2 separate regions of the Zea mays genome follow, and region 1 is linked to region 2. The links are chromatin contacts, called in public Hi-C maps. All regions are on one chromosome and are shown on one strand. The core of a region is the stretch at or near the end of the contact, and the rest is flanking DNA. Distances in the headings are between cores, read along the strand shown.

The links. A called contact is a pair of places that touch in the nucleus more often than the background predicts.
Region 1: a contact with region 2 is called in a Hi-C map of tassel, with 1.8 times the contacts expected there. The contact joins the promoter of LOC100382038 here to the promoter of LOC103633183 in region 2. A contact is called at or near these places in 3 of 25 Hi-C or Micro-C datasets (ear, leaf and tassel).

Annotation. Positions count from the first base shown.
Region 1 is chr7:155,777,864-155,780,610 of Zm-B73-REFERENCE-NAM-5.0, forward strand. It overlaps LOC100382038 (small G protein family protein / RhoGAP family protein), which reads left to right and starts at 1,340. Exons shown (of 10, transcript XM_008653421.3): 1 at 1,340-1,642; 2 at 2,135-2,201; 3 at 2,499-2,747. The coding sequence starts at 1,355.
Region 2 is chr7:155,588,000-155,590,699 of Zm-B73-REFERENCE-NAM-5.0, forward strand. LOC103633183 (asparagine--tRNA ligase, chloroplastic/mitochondrial) reads left to right here and starts at 1,366. Exons shown (of 15, transcript XM_020540738.3): 1 at 1,366-1,806; 2 at 2,313-2,381; 3 at 2,513-2,617. The coding sequence starts at 1,462. It overlaps LOC100283449 (beta alanine synthase 1), which reads right to left and starts at 1,110. Exons shown (of 6, transcript NM_001156350.2): 1 at 829-1,110; 2 at 93-200. The coding sequence starts at 960.

The sequences.
Region 1 (2,747 bases), core at 90-2,589, 190 kb after region 2:
AGTACCATGATACATATTATTATTAGCTAATTAAACTTAAAAATAGTTAATTTCATAGTTACATGGACTGATTAGGGGGGGTTTGAGATTGTAGTTTCCCTTCCGCACGGGAAATTCGTTGTCCCCCTTGCATGCGGGGAGGCTAAGGGTTATTGGACGTTTGGGAGAGCACGAAACACGCTAATCTGTCATGGAGAGCTAGTGAGAGGGACCGTTGGAGGCCGTCTAAGGGCCTGTTTGTTTACCCCAATGGATTATATAATCTAGATTATTTTTGGAGAATTATATAATCTGGATTATATAATTTGGATTATATAATCTGAGTAGTCCTGTTTGTTTATCCAGATTATCTGGCGTGTTTCTGTTGGGCGGCGGACTTCTCTGATCCGATAGGCGCAAAAACGATTCGGTAGATTATAATGGCAATGATGGGTAATTTCTAGGAAACTTGAAAGGGAAGTGGGGAAGTGGGATAAAAATAATCTGAAATAAGCACCTCCTCACTTGCTTATGGATTATCATAATCCAAGGGGTTAGATTATATAATCTGGACAAATAAGCTAGACTGTTTGTTTGCCTCTTAGGATTATTTAATCCAGATTATATAATCTGGAGGTAAACAAACAGGCCCTAAGTAACATAATACACATTCTTTACATAGTTTTGTGTTTGATACTATATGCTCAAACATAATACTACCTCCGTTCTAAATTAAAATTCGTTTTACTTAATCAATGAGTTCATATTATATTTGATGTATGTGTTTTATATATGCGTCTAGATTATTTTTTATTTGGATATAGAGCTAAAATTTTTTTTGGAACGGAGTGAGAGAATATAAAACAAAGTCCACTTATATAATATTAATCGGTGTAAATAAGTGAGTTTTACGGTGTCAAATGTTCCCAAAGAAAAAATAAACTACACTGACGCGAAATTACCCGTGAGAATAGTCAACCACCTATAGGCGGGCGAAAGCACGCCTGGTCGCCTGCCATCGCAGTCCCACCACCCGTGATTGCTTGCACCTATCCCATCCCGGCTCCCGAGTCCCGCACGCACGAATGCTTCTAGAAACAACAACCAAGGCCAACCATCGTCTTTCATCTGGAAAAAACGTATATTTTTTTACAGTCCTCCTATCCATCACTTGGAGGACTAAAAAAACAGATCAAAATTTATAAGACACTGTAAAAACTATCCTTTGCATCTTAATGCAAAGAAATTTTCCTCTCATCCCGGCCCACGTGGAGGTGAGTGAGCGAGAGGCCGAGCGGCGTAGCGCGGCGCACGTCACGACCGGGAAAGGGATTCCCAAATCCCTACCGCGTCTCGCTCGCCTACGCCAACCAGAATGGCAGAATCCAACAAGCGGCAGAGCGCCCCAAACAAAACCCAACTCATTTTTTTTTCCCAGCTCGCGGAACGGGCGGCCTCGTTGCAACTTGCAGAGACCCAGTCCTCTCGCTTTCTCACCGCGATTCGCCTCGCTTCCATCCGATTCGATTCGGGAGCTAGAGGAGAGAGAGGAGAGGAGAGGTATGGTAATCGCCTTGAGCGTGCTCTGCTTCCTGCCTCTTCGGTCGCCTCCAGCTCGCTGTTCATTCCCGCTCCGCCCGCTGATTCGCCGGATCGGGCCGTGGTTCGTCCGATCCCGCGTCACTCTCTGTCGCTTTGGTTTGGTTTGGATCTTAGCCTTTTCGAACTTTGGTCAGCGTCGAGTGTGTGATTTTTTTTTCTCGATTAAGGTTTTTATTCGTCATTAGCTCGAGCTGTTGATCTACTTTGGCTGGTTGGTTTATCTAGGCTTGCTTGGTTTGGAGTTGTCTCGTGTTTGGGTTTGTGATTAGGAGCCGGGTTCGTTTTGAGCTCGTCTGGGCTTAGGAGTAATATAACCGTGCGGTTCAGCTTTTCATTTGTTGTTTACTCCTTCAGGATGTCAATTGATGTTAGATGTTTTACGGAGTTATTACTCCATGATTCACACAAATTGAGTGGTAGCTGCGTTACGGGAGTGGTTCTGGCGTTCTGCTTCTGATTTTCCACTGTGCTCTACTGCTACGGAGTGTAGGTTCATTTCGAGGTTCTACTACAGCTGTTCCATGGCTCAATGGATGTTTCTTATCGTTTGCAGGCAGTGATGCCGCTGGCTGAGTCGCCCCCGTGGCGCCGCAAGGCCACAGATTTCTTCTCCACGTCCAGTAAGTGTGACATCCTGTTGTTTGTTGTAAATCACTCGGTAATCATTTTCTGTACGAATATTCCTACTTAAGTGTAATCATTCCATCAAATTGCTTTGTCACGATGATGTCGGGGTTTATTAGTACTCCATAGCTTTTTGGCACCGATAAAGATAAGAATTATCATGTGCTTTGGTGCTATTATCGAGTTACCAGTATAGTCCTGAGAGTGTGACTGCGCAGGCTGCTTGTATCCTATTACCTTTTTTATGCCTGCTTCACCTAGAGTTTTAACCTTACTGCGCCAATTTAATGCAGGTGTCAAGCTGAAGCAGGCAGGCCAATCGGCCGGGGATAATATAGTTGATGTTGCTGGGAAGGTTGGGTCCGTGGTGAAGAGTCGGTGGGCTGTCTTCCAAGAGGCTAGGCAGCAGCAGCAGCAGCAGCAACGTCCGCCGCATGAGACAGTGCAAGAGCGTATCATCACTGCTGCTGCCTCCACTGGTTTGCTTTTCAGGAAAGGCATTTCAGAGACAAAGGAGAAGGTTGCAGTGGGAAAGGTCAAAG
Region 2 (2,700 bases), core at 116-2,615:
TGATGTCTAGAAAAAACATGCTACGTCTCTGCAATCACATAAATCACTTGACAAGCACAGTAATGAAAAATGGCAATTTATTATGAGTTAACCTGCAAATCAAAACTGTGTGTTTCCGCAAGAGTGGTTGTGGCGTCAGGCAGTGAGATAGCCTCAAGAGGTCGTGCACAATTCAGTCCCAGCAGCAATCGACTTGCTTCCTGTCAAAAGGAAAAAGTTGCCAGTATCAACAAAGTGAACCTAAATGTCATCTAGATATCCATATGATTACGACCCAATGAAACAGATCGAGAGTTGAGTACAGCAGGGTACAGTATTTACGATTCTGAAATCAGGCCATAGGTAAATTTCAGCTCCACCGATATTGCTAAGTAAACACCATTACATCTGAGGCTCTGTCTAGGAACAAAAGAGGACATGTACTAAATTCTATCGATTTTTTGTTGTTGGAAGAGGTACACAACCATCAGGCATCAGTATGAATATTATTACAATAAGCACGTTTATAGTCCACGTGATTACTAAGCTCAGTGGTGCAAAATAACCACCTATATGAAGAGAAAGTGACTAGTTGACCGCTTGATCGTTAATTGGGCCAATTCAGAGAACTAAAACTGTTCACAAACTTCCACCGTTCAACTGCCGGGGCAGCTGGACCACTCTTCCCGGTCGCAATTTGTTATCCAGTCAGTTCGCCCAAGCACGCCTTCTGGACTGGATTTGGATACGGCATCCATCCAAGAAGCAAGGAACGGGCACGGGCGACGGCACGGCGGCACGAATCTGAGCCTCCGCCTAGCGATCGATGGAATGATGGGAGAGCAATACCTGGAATAGATCGGGGGAAAGGTTGGCCTCCAGGAGCCTGTGCAGGGACTCGTACCCGCCGATCGACCCCGCAGGCGGTGGCGTCTTCCCCTCCTCCCCCTGCGCGACCCCTGAGCCGTTGCTGGTCGCCATTTCCTCTCGCTTGCGCGCGCGCGCCGGGAGCTTCTTGCCTTCTTCCCTCGGACTGGACCGATCGACTCGGGGAGAGGGAGAAGCGAGCAGGTCTCTTCCTCAATCAACTAGTGGGAGTGTGAGACGTCACGACGAAAAACATGTGATGTTATGTGATGATCTTGATTGGCTTCTTGCATGCTTTTCGGATGGATGATAAACACCAAACACCCAATTCCCATGTGATTTGGATTGACTTCAGCCTGATAACGTGTGATGCTGGGATGATAATACGATAATAATAAATAATATTGTACTTATAACTCAACAAAACAAAAGGATTCGTGCAAATAAAAAAAGTGGCACCTGTTAATACGTAACCTACAAAGACGGGTTACTAGAAATACGTCAATAGGCACAGGAGACACGTTAGCCCCTCGATCATAAACGGACGGCTCCTAGGCGGGGGAAGCAGATAGGCCCCGCCAAGAGCCTACCACACCTGCCACCGCCTCGCTGCCGATGTCGGCGGCCGCCGCCGCCCGGCTCCTCCGTTTGGCCCCGCGCCGGCTCCAGGTTCCAAAGGCCTCCCCGCTCGCCGCGATTTCGTTCCCGCTCCCGCGTACGACACCTCTCTCCGCTGCCTCGGGGCGGCGGCAGCGCTTCTGCGCCGCGGCGCAGGCCCCCGCCCCCGCATACGCGGCGACAGGGACGGCGGGCGAGGCCGTGGGGGAGTTCAGGAAGCGGCTGCGGGTGGCGGACGTGAAGGGCGGGGAGGACGAGGGCGCTGCCTGGGTGGGCAAGGAGCTCGCCGTGCGCGGGTGGGTGCGCACCTGCCGCGCCCAGAGGACCGTCACCTTCGTCGAGGTGGACGCTTGCGACTTCATTTTGCTATGGTTTTGATCAATTGAAATTTGGTGCTACAGTGATGCGCGTCGTTGGCAGATTTTACTTTTGCTGAAATGGGTGCATATGGTTAGCTGGGTGACTCTAGTGAATGTATCTATGTGCCTTGCTTTTGTACCAGGAATCATGCTATCGAATAGGATGCTCAATGAGCGTTTCACAATGTTAACAATGCCTTGATATTTGGTTAAATATTCTGAGTGATATAGTGCTGCATGTTTCAACTGATAGTGTATCTCTTTTGCTCTAGTAATGAACAACAAGACCCTAGCTAACATGTCATAACACTCTGGCTAAGGAGCCAGTCAAATCATAATGCTTATGCACGTCACAAAGGAATTTATGTTTATGGACTCAAGTAGCTCTTGTCTTCTGCACATGCATAGATTACCATCCAGAGGAACAGGCATTATTATTAATATTGTTTTCTTTAAGAGTCTAATGCATTCTAAAACTTCAACTTTTAGGTCAATGATGGCTCTTGCTTGTCCAATATGCAATGTGTGTTGACTCCTGAAACAGAAGGCTATGACCAGGTATTACGTTTTGCCCATTTTGTGAAGGTTGCAAGTTTATACTTTTGCAAGCTTCTCTTACACTGCATTGGTTGCAGTTTATAAGGCTATAATACATTTTATTTGTCATTATTTTCAATGATGGCTGTCAGATAGACTCTGTCACTACTGGAGCATCTGTACTAGTTGAGGGAGTTGTTGCAAGCAGCCAAGGCGGTAAGCAAAAAGTGGAGTTGAAGGTTTCAAAGATCACTGTGGTAATTATTCCAGTACTTCAGAATTACTTTTAGTTCAGGAGTTCCTGTGAAAGAGTATAGTCTGTAACTGACTAGCTTGTTAA